2 separate regions of the Rattus norvegicus genome follow, and region 2 is linked to region 1. Evidence: chromatin contacts called from public Hi-C data. All regions are on one chromosome and are shown on one strand. The core of a region is the stretch at or near the end of the contact, and the rest is flanking DNA. Distances in the headings are between cores, read along the strand shown. Region 1 holds the start of Fam53c (family with sequence similarity 53, member C). Region 2 holds the start of Etf1 (eukaryotic translation termination factor 1).

The links. Hi-C and Micro-C count contacts between places; a contact is called where the count stands out from the background.
Region 2: a Hi-C map of liver shows a contact between it and region 1, with 4 times the contacts expected there. The contact joins the promoter of Etf1 here to the promoter of Fam53c in region 1. A contact is called at or near these places in 2 of 12 Hi-C or Micro-C datasets (liver and psoas muscle).

The regions. Positions count from the first base shown.
Region 1 is chr18:26,635,486-26,640,978 of GRCr8, forward strand. Fam53c (family with sequence similarity 53, member C) reads left to right here and starts at 3,296. Exons shown (of 5, transcript NM_001427416.1): 1 at 3,296-3,337. Slbpl (stem-loop binding protein like) reads left to right here. Exons shown (of 7, transcript NM_001270416.2): 5 at 1-113; 6 at 241-361; 7 at 1,978-2,209. The coding sequence ends at 2,043. It overlaps LOC108348765 (a long non-coding RNA gene), which reads right to left. Exons shown (of 3, transcript XR_001842084.3): 1 at 3,804-5,493; 2 at 2,987-3,050; 3 at 2,212-2,404.
Region 2 is chr18:26,801,747-26,806,696 of GRCr8, forward strand. Etf1 (eukaryotic translation termination factor 1) reads right to left here and starts at 3,111. Exons shown (of 11, transcript NM_001008344.1): 1 at 3,028-3,111; 2 at 2,764-2,867. The coding sequence starts at 2,849.

The DNA.
Region 1 (5,493 bases), core at 2,046-4,545:
AAAAACAGGAGGTACAGCCGCAGATCCTGGGATGCCCAGATCAGGCAGTGGAGAAGAGCCCTGCATACCTGGGACCCCCCAAGCCAGCCTCTCCATGACAGACAGGCTGAAGGGTGTGTTAACTAATCCGGCTCCTATGAGTGGTGTGGTCCACCCTGCAAACATTTAGATTGTACTATTGGGTGGAGGGAGGGGGCAGTATCTGCATGAGTGTATATTCTCTTTCTGCTGCCCTTCTAGGAAGGCAGCAGGGAACTTCCTAAGGCCAGTGGATACTGCTCCTTTAGATGATCTCCTGGATAACTGGCCCCAGGACCCAGAATCCTCAGAGAATTGGGACAGAGGCGAGAAAGAGGCCCAGGTAGTGACCTCTGACAAAACCACTGGATCAGGAAAATAGATGGGGTCTGGCCTGTGAGGGCACAAGTAAGATATAGTCCAAAGGAGATGGGGCCAGAGCTATATAGCCTCCCTGGGTCTGATCTCTTTTCACCACAGATGAAGGAACTGGGCGTGGTGGTACACTCCTGTAAGTTCCATACTGGGACGGACGGTGAAAGCAAGAGGAGCAGGAGTTTAATTTATGTCATTTAAAGCTGATTTTTAATAAACCATTAAAACCAGAGTTCATTACAGAAGTTAACAGGATCAGGAGTTTAAAGCCAACAACCTCAGCTACATGAGAACTGTTTGCCAAACAAACACAAGACCAGCAAACAAACAACAAAAAAAGCAAAGCAATCCAAAACGTCCTTGAAAATAAAGAGAGGCATAACTATGGGCAGGCAGCGTTGTACTGTACAGTTGGCCGTCTGAGATCGTACACACAGGAAACAGTTGGGGCCTTTCAAGTGAGTCCTCATACATGACTTGCAGTGGTTTTCTTTTGCAGTAGTGAGCTATAGCAATCCTTGCCCTTGTTTTAGTCTCCCTCCTTTCCTTCCTCCCTTCCTTCCTTCCTTCCTTATTTATTTTCTATTTTATTTTATTTGGTGGTGGTAGTGAGGGGGTAAGAGTGCACCTTACTCCGTAGTCCAGGCTGGCCTAGAGTGCAGTGCAACCCAGGGTGGCCTTGAGCCTTGGCAATCCTCCTTCAGTGTCTCAAGTGTTGGGATTAGAATTTTGAACCAAAAAGCCTGACTCAGTTTCTTTCAGTGTTTGGCAAATAAGCCAATGCCAACTTAACTTTCACACAGCCATTTAACTTTAGTAAGCATGGTTAGTACTAAGAAGGGAACAATGTGACCTGTGCCCATAATCTCAGCACTGGGGAGACAGAGTCAGGAGCTCAGGGACCAGAAAGCTAGCCTGATCTATATAGTTAGTAAGTTTCAGGACAGCCGGGGTTCACATGAGAGCCTGTCTCATAACAAACAAACAAACAAACAAAACCCCACCAAACCAAGGGGTTAAGAGTCCTCAGTTTTGATATATCTTTACCTACCACTTGGGCAGTTATTTAACCTTTCAGAGGGTTTGTTATTGACAGTTTCCATCTGGTAATTGAAAGGAGAACGGTAATATATATGTTTACTTAAAGCATATAGTGCAAGTAGACATGGTAATTCTTGTCTATAATCCCAGGACCTAGGAGGCTGAGGCAGGAAGAACAGAGTTTAGGGACGTCTCTAGTTACATAGTAGGATTGAGACCAGCCAGAGTTAAATGAGATCCGGTCTCAAAGATAAGCAAACAAAGAATGTAGCTCCTTGCAGTTGCAGGAACCATGTCTCCTTTACTCTTTGTCAAAGGAAAATATGCAGAGCAAAATTAATCTCCACAGATGTCTGTTTGTTGTTTGTTTCACTGTGTAACCCTTTTCTGGCCTCTGCAGTTGAAATGCTGACTGGCTGGCCTGGAAGCAGACGCAGCCTTCTTGCCTTTGCCTCTTAAGTACTGGAATTTTAGATGTGTACCGCTGCCCCTGGCTTCCCACCTCAACTTTTTAATGATTTTTTTTTTACTCTTCTTTTTCAGTTTGCATACTTGAAGGTTCCTGCTTCCTGCCCTCCCCAGCTCAAAGATGAACTTCTCCATCACTAAGTCTGCTGCTGTTTACCTATCCCAGACAAGGGGGGATTCAAAGCATTCACAGCGAACACTTTATTTTTAGGGATTTGCTGCTACAACTGTATAATAATGAAATGACTGGAATTACTTTTTTTTTAATTACCACTTTAACCGATTAAAAAAGAAATCTAAAACTCCATCTGCGCATGAAAGCATTTATTGAAAACTTTTTTTCTCAGCTGAGACCTCCAATTTACCGAAGAGCAGGAACCTCTATGGGCTTTCTTCTCTACTTACATCAACATTCAGGCTATTGAAAAAGGACTTAAAACTTTGGCTGAGGTGGGAGGTGGTAATAGTGGTGTAAACTTAATAAAAAGGTGGTTTCCAGTTCCTGGAGAGGAAATACAGTACTGTTGACATCGGTTCCTCATATGTCAGCTTCCTCCCTCCCTCTGTCTTTAAGTGGTCCAGCCATAATCATCCTGCTCCACCCCCTATACACCCCGCAACTGAACCACCTATGATGTCATAATCACAATCCCATTACCTCATCCTGCTTGGGGGGGGGGCATAAGGAGGATAGGGAAGGGAGGGAGTGAACAGCTTCAGGCCCGCCTCAGCTTTACAAAGTGTTTTGAGAACAAATTATCGAGCAAGGGGACACAGCTCCGCAACCGTTATAAATCTCAGGTTTATAAAAGCTCCAGCAGATCAGGCAGCTAGAAGAGGGGCTCGGGGACTCAGAGCAGGCCCTGACCGGCGCTTGGACTACATTTCCCAGCAGCCTTCACGCCGAGGATCAGTCCTTGCCGGGGGAAGGTGGGGGGATGCTTACAGAAAGGTGGCTGTATCGAAAGGGACAGGAGCCCAGGTGAGAAGACTGTGGCTAATACTGTTTTGTGGCCTGAGTTGAGTCAGACAGTTCAGCTGGGAGGATGGTGTAATGGAAGAAGTGGACAATGGCTTTGTTTACCTTTATCCGACATGGCTTCCCCTATGGGCTTCGTGATGTGCTTCCAACTGGGCCCGTCCACTTTCTACGATATTTTGGAGGGGGGGAATAGTTAGTGAGGAAACCATCCGGTTCCCAAACCACAGCTCTAGGCTTCTTTCCGACAGCACTCTACTGAGAAAGGTTGCGCGAGACACCACGTAGGGCTCGGGCCTCTTCGGGAGGTTCCGGGGGATTCTGCGATTAGACGCGACCCCCTCGACTCTCCTCAAAGACCGGTTGGTTCTTGCCAGCGCCTTTTAAGGGCACCGTGGGGCGAACGGAGCGCTCAGAGCTGCTCCGGCCGCGGCCCAGGGAGCTGTAAGAGCCGCGGTAGGTAGCGGAGGGCAGGTGGTGCTGGGGCCTCGGGGCGGGCACCGCGACCGTCCCTCCCTCTCTCCCCTCCCCCAGTCCAGCCGCTAGTGCGGCGGAGCCTTGCAGGCCGCCTCGGCGGGAGAGCACGGGACCCGGTGGGGGAGGGGGTGGCAGAGTGCATGTCCCAGACCCTTCCCATCCCCTGCGTCCTGAGTTCGCTTCCCGCGGTCAGATGAGGAAACCAGAATGGATACAGGAGAGCGACAGTCTCTCTGAGCAAACCCTGGAGTGCCCCCCCGGGGGCCAGTAGATGCCCCATGCCCCACCCCGCGGGGACAGGCAGGGCAACAGAGGGAGAGGTTGAAGATTAGAGGGAGCCTAGTCGTTTGCTTTTTCGTCGTGGTGGGGGGATGGGTGCACCCCACTTGTCACCCCTATCTTCACTAGAACCATATGGAAGAAGAGCATTCTAATACCCACTTACCGTTTCTTGCATCTCCCTGCCTCGCTTATGTTTTCCTTCAGTTTCTCCCAGAGGTGTGGGACCTGGAGACCTGGGGGAATGCCCCCAGGGGATTTGTGACTTTCTTTTTCCCCTGGCCTGACTGGATCTTAGGTTGTCCAGGTTTCAACACAACCTAAATATCTGAAACGCAAGTGTCAGGGGTTGCTTCCATCCAATAGGATTGGGGGGGGGTGTCTAGTCGTTATCTTAGGGGGTTGTGGTGGAGGGAGATCCTGGGCTGAGAGTTAGGCCTGGTGGGGTTACTGGGAGGGCCGAGCGGCCTGCTTGCTCAGTGAAGGGTTGAGCCTTGTGCCAGTAACATTCAGCTGAGAAGTTTTAACTTGTTTAGTGAAATGTTGAGAGCTGTCTACCTCTCCGATACACAAAATGGAAGGGGAAGGAAGGCCGCCAGAGAGGGTTTCTCACACTTTTCTAAATGTCTGCTTGAGAAAGAGGAGGCCCCTTGCAGAGCTGGTTTGCCTTCTTTTGTGTCCTGGTTTGATTCCTTATGGCTTCCGTTCTGTTGCCCCTCTCAGCCTGGCCTGTTTTAGGAAACCCAGGCTGAGAGTATCAGTTGCGTGGTGGTAGTTGCATTGTTCCAATTACCGCTGTGTGTGGCCACATCCCAACAATTAAAATGCAGAAAAATAGAAAATCACCCTCTTCAGCTGCTCCTGGAGAGGGCTGGGAGTTTGCTGTTTGTCCAAATGCCTCATGAAAAGATTGAAAGTTTTTTCTCTCCCTGCTCCTCATGGCTGGTCAGCTTAGAGCCTGGGGTCTCTCTAGGGTAAATTCTCCACTTAGTTCCCTTCTTGTTGGTTTTTTGAGGGCAGAGTTAGAAAATAGGAGTAGAAGTGATTCAAGCTTCTTTGCTTCTCCCACCAGAGCACAGCACAGGGGAAGCAGCTGAAGGGAGTTCTCAGGAAGCTGGAACTTTGTTCGGAGTGGTAGTAATAATTATGTGTGGAAACGATAGTTAACTATAGTGATGATTGACGTCTGCGCCTTTCTTCCAAAGAACGCCATATGCATCATAAGGAACTTAGCTCTTCTCTGTCATGTTCTTCTGATACCCTCTTTTTTCTTTTTTTTCTTTTTCTTTTTCTTTTTCTTTCTTTTTTTCTTTTTTTTTGCAAGGGGTGGGCTTCTCCAAAAGGTCACAGGAGGAAGAGCCCTTAGGCTCCAACTCAGTGAGCAAGTGAAGGAGGTTGGCATCTGGCCAGAGAGAGCCACATAGCTTTCGTCATTGTAGTGATACCACCTCTTTAGGCATACCAAGGCTTTGAAGAACAGCAAAGGGAGAGATAAGAAACAACAGTCTGTGTGAACTATTTTATATAGGCCAGTTGGTAAGCTATTTTGATATTTCATGTGGCCTCATTCCTGTGATAGAGTAAGATCGTTATACCCATTTTATGTATGGGCAAGCAGGAACGTTATGTGCTTAGTCAAAATTGCCTGAGCAGAGTGGATTAAGACTCGGTGAAGGTAGCAGCATTTTCTTTCCGGACTGGCCTTCAAGAACTGTTAGGTTCCTGTTTTCACTGCCCAGGTGCTGGGATTACAGGCGTCTGCTCAAGAGTTAGCTGTCTTAGTTGATTGTTTTCTATACCAGTTAATGCTCCATATACTCTGGTCTTGCCTGTTGGTCATTTATGGGAAGAGGTAG
Region 2 (4,950 bases), core at 1,861-4,360, 170 kb after region 1:
TGTATGAGCTGGAGGCCATCCTGGGCTATATACTGAATTCCAGGCCAGCCAAGGCTACAGCAAGAATCTGACTCAAAAAACAAAACAAAACAAAAAACCCCTAGCCCCAGAACTTGACCTAAGGTAGGGGAAAGCCATCTCTTCAAAGTTGACCACGCACATACAAAGAGAAGAGCAAAAGTTAATGGGACAGGGGAGGCACATCCTAGACCTACATCCTAATCTAGCCCACAAGTTCCTTTTCATTTCACAGACAATTCTAGGCATCCATCACTACTTTCTGTCCTGTGCTAACTGCAGCTGACAACACACTTCAGTTTTTACTACTGAAGTCCAACTGGAAGACCCCCAGTACTGGTGCATACAGATCCATTCGCCATGCAATTTGTCTTTCAAGCTCACCACAAGTGAATAGTTTAGTATTAGCCAGGCATAGCAGCACATGCCTGTAACACCAGCACCTGGGGCACAAAAGTAGATCAGGAGGGCAAGCTAACTTCAGTCAGTCACACGATGAGTTGGAGGCCAGCTGGCTTAAAAAAAACAAAACAAAACAAACAAACAAAAACACTATTTTTTGGGGTACAAAACACTATGAAAAGCTAAAGCCTAACACAACTCAGAATGAAAACTAAATCTTGCCACTGTACTAAGAAAAAAAGTTCTGAGCCATATACAATAAACTTTTGAGTCCCTGACTTAACACCAGAAATAGACAGAACTTTAATATTTACTATGTGCTCAAGGTGCAACCAAATCCTTGATAAATTAAGCAAAGTAGGACAAAATGATAAACCATATTGTTTAGAATTCCTAGCTATTTTAGACAGCGTAATCCTGACTAAAATATTCTTTAGTGTGTTTCAAACCCCACTGAACTTCTCTAAACTAGAAAATAAAGTTTCCAAAGGCTTTTAAGAGAGCTTTAAAACTTCATGTAGTTAGGAACTAAGGCTAGGAACGAATAAATCTAAGAAAAATGAATGTAGCTTAGTGAACAGTGTTATCTTCAATGTTACTTCACTCAAACAAACAAATTAGTAAGGAATTCAAAGAATGCATTGTATCCAAATTCGAATCCAAGAACCTGCCTAAAAGAAAGCGCCTGGACAACCTACAGGTTCAATTCCAATTTGTAACAATGTTAACAGAAGTAATCCATAAATGTCAATACCCAAGAGAAAGCTTCAAGTAACACAACAGAAGACAGCCTATTGAAACAAAAGTACCTGGCTAATTCTAGGCATCACAACAAACCACGATCTCTATCAACATTCCTAATACAGTATTTTTACATTGGGATTTTTATCTCCATTCTACCACACGTTACGAGTTCCTATCAGAAAGTCTTTATATTCAAGTAAATTTAAAAAAATACCCTAAGAAATAATAATAAAAAAACTACCTTCAAGTTTTTACAATTCATCAAAGGAATGAGCACACTAAATATGTTCAAACTTTCAGAAGTCTAATCCTTAACAGAAATAAGTGTTCCTCACTTATTAAGAATGAAGCACTACAGCAAAACCATAGAGGAATCAACCAGAATCCACTTAAAAAGTTAATGAGCGCAGCGCTAAGGTGGTCATGGTATCAATGTCAACCTATCCACCAGTGACAAACTCCGGCTGAAAACCAGAATGTATCGTTTGTGTGCTAAAAGTGACTTTCTACATGGCATCTGAAGAAAGTCACTCAGTTATAAGAATGCTCTGGAGTGCAGGATTATACAATGTTCCACTTTTAGGGTGAGGATACCCTAAGTAGTAAAAAGTTTCTTAACTGGCAAAGTAACAAAACATAGCAACACATGGTAGAAACACACCTCTGGCACACTTTCGCACAAAACAAACATATGGCTACTTTCAACCTTATTCACACACCCAGGGACACACCTACGAATTCTTAGAAAAACTTAAGAGACTCACTTATAAAAACTTAAGCTCACTTTTTTGAATTTCCACAAGCACTGTTACTCCATCAGGCAACTGGAGAGTGACTGTCCCAAGAAGTTTCACAGAAAAGCCATCAGGGACTCTATTACTTGGATTTCTCTTGAATATGCACCTAACAGATTTGTTAACAAAAACCACCACCACTCCATCCCACACACGCTGGCGTTTTCGGTTTATAGGCGGGTCTTGGAACAGCTAAACCCAGGAAGCTCCGGGTAACTAGAAAACTTAGGGGAAGTCATCTTCAGAGAGGTCTATGACCCAGAGAAATAAAGGGGAGCTAAGAAAAGGAAGGTCTCGTTTGGCCGACTCTCTTTTACACCCTATCAAAACTTCACCCACACGGGACTTTAGGTCTAAGTGGGGGAGGCCATTTTAATGAGGCCTGGCTGAGAAACGTGAAGGGAGAGGAAGAGAGCAAATCAGGGTAGGGCGTTCGGAAGGAACGCCAAGTTACTTTCCCCCAACAAGTACCCAAGTTGGGTAGCAGCACCAGGAGCCCTAAAAGTGAGGAGCTGGATTTAAAGGCCCGAGAAGAGTACAAAAGTAGCAGTGGCTTTATCCGGAGAGAGGGCCGAGTGATCTGAGCCGTGGGAGCCAGGCTCATTACCACCAAGAGGAGTAAGGACTTCTTTTCTGGCCAGCCGCGCCGACCCTCGCCCTCCAGTCAGAGGCTACTACCCAGAGGTCCAGAAGGCGGGAGTTGGCTAGTGCCGGGTTCTCCTCATCCGGCCATGCGGCGCGGGGGCGGCCATCCTGAGGGGTCCGGGATCCAAGAGGGCACGGGGGTGCCGGACGCGGCGCTCACCCGCGGGCCGCCTCCAAGCTCTTAATGAGCTTCTTGATCTTCCAGATCTCCACGTTCCTATCGGCAGCACTGGGGTCGTCCGCCATCTTCTCGCCTCCTCCTCCCTAGAGCGGCCCGGCGGGGCCCGGAGACACCAAGACCACAGAGTTAGCGCCGCCGCTGGGGCAGAGCGGCCCCCTTCTTCACCACCCCCCGAGCTGCCCTCCTCTCCCCGCCCCGACGGCCCGCCGCATAGGGCGCCGGCCTTTCCTACGCCCGCTTTACCTAAGGGCCCAGTCCTGGGCGGTAGCGGCTGCTCCTCCCCGGCGGCGGCTCCGCGGCGGCGGCGGCTCTGACGTAGGACACCGGCTCCCTCTCTCCAGGCAGCTGCATGTGTTGCAATCCGCTCACATGGGGCCTCTGATCTCACTTCCTCCGCCAGGGGCGGAGTGGAAGGCGGCGGGCGGAAGGGAGGGGGCCGGTGCGATGAAGAGAGGCTCTGCGCGCGCCGCGACTTCCCATTGGCTCTCCGCGTCTTTGCTTACAAGAGGCAATCTGATTGGCTGCCTCTGCGGCCTCGCTGCCTTGTGAGGTATCGGCCGGGGAGCGGGAGGTCTCGTCTTCCTTCCGGCCCGGCTCTCAAGGAGGAGGAAGCGGGCGGAATTCCGTGGCTCTCGCGAGCATTTCCCCAGCTTCTATGGGCTAGAATGGGGGTGCTTCTTAAAGGGAGAGAGAGAGAGGGACAGTTGTCGTCTTTCGTTCTTCCCCCTTGACCCGAATGGATATCTGAAGCTCTACGACGCAAATCTAGTTTCTCGGACACGTACGTACGAACGTGAGGTCAACGGCGTTAAAGAAGCGTGGAGGAAACGTCTCAATGAGGTTCAACTTTATCGCTTGCTGACCGAGTGCGGCGGGCTGTTTGTGCATCGTGTCTTCGCGAACAAAAGTTCAGAATCCTGGCGATAGGTCGAGATCAGAAACTTCGCCGATCCTGGAGCCGATCGACTGCTCAGGGGTGAAGAAATGTTTCAGTGCTAACTAATATGGGTTCACTTTGGATTTAGGACTTTTGGGGCTTGAAGGAGTCAGGGGTTGCCTGAGATTGGAGACCCAAGATATCTGAGAGCATGCGTGTTTTGTTCTTAACTGTTGATCGTGGAGGTGGGGAGAATTAGAACTTTTACTTTATGAGTTAAGCTTTCCAATTGTCTCCTTTCGCTTAACTTGGGTGCATTCAAATATTTGACCTCGAAGCAATTACTAGATCTCGTTTTTCTAGGAATAAAAGTGAACAGAGTAAGTAATGAAATCCTAATGGAGTTCACAGTCTAGTTGAGTTTATAATCGCTCGTAATCTTTAGTAGACTTTAGTGTGTTTGAGACAGGATCTTGATGTTGACTTTAAACTCTGACGATACTCATGCCCCAGTCTTCTGAATGATGGGATTACAGGTGTGAACCACTAAGCCCAGATAATTTTTTCATATATTTTTTTTTTGGTTCTTTTTTTTTTTTTTTTCGGAGCTGGGGACCGAACCTAGGGCCTTGCGCTTGCTAGGCAAGCGCTCTACCACTGAGCTAAATCCCCAACCCCTTTTTCATATTTTATATGAAAAAATAACTGCAGAAATATTTAAGTACTTTAGGAACTCCGAGAGTGTATGACAAGAAATCTAATTCTGAAATGAGGCATGGAGAATGAGTAATTTTGTCAGAGGGAGTCTAACATATTTGAGGAGATACTAAAAAGGCAGAATGCTGCAACAGCAGGGGAAGAAGACATTGGGGCCAAGCCTACCATTTGAAAGGCAGTGGATTCATCTGCAGGATTCATCATAGCAGGAAGAACCAGAGGACACACAGGTCCAGGGCCCAGAACCCTCCTTGACCTTATTCCATGTATCATCAAGCTGTTATTCTGTATCTTTTGTAATAGCCTTTGGAAAGGATAAATTGTTGCCTTGAATTCTGTGAGCCACTCTAGCAAGATATCAAACCCAGCCAGACCTGTCAGGTGCATAGGTCTTAACCTGGAACTCTTAATGGGCATCCAAAGCTGGGGTAGACTAGAGACCGCCCTCTACTTGTGGGATCTAGTGTTAACCCCAGGTAGTGTTCGAACTGACCTGAACACCCAGCTGGTGCTTAATATGGAAAAAACTTAGGCCTTTGGCCACAGAGGTTGAATGTAAACAGTAGAATGGA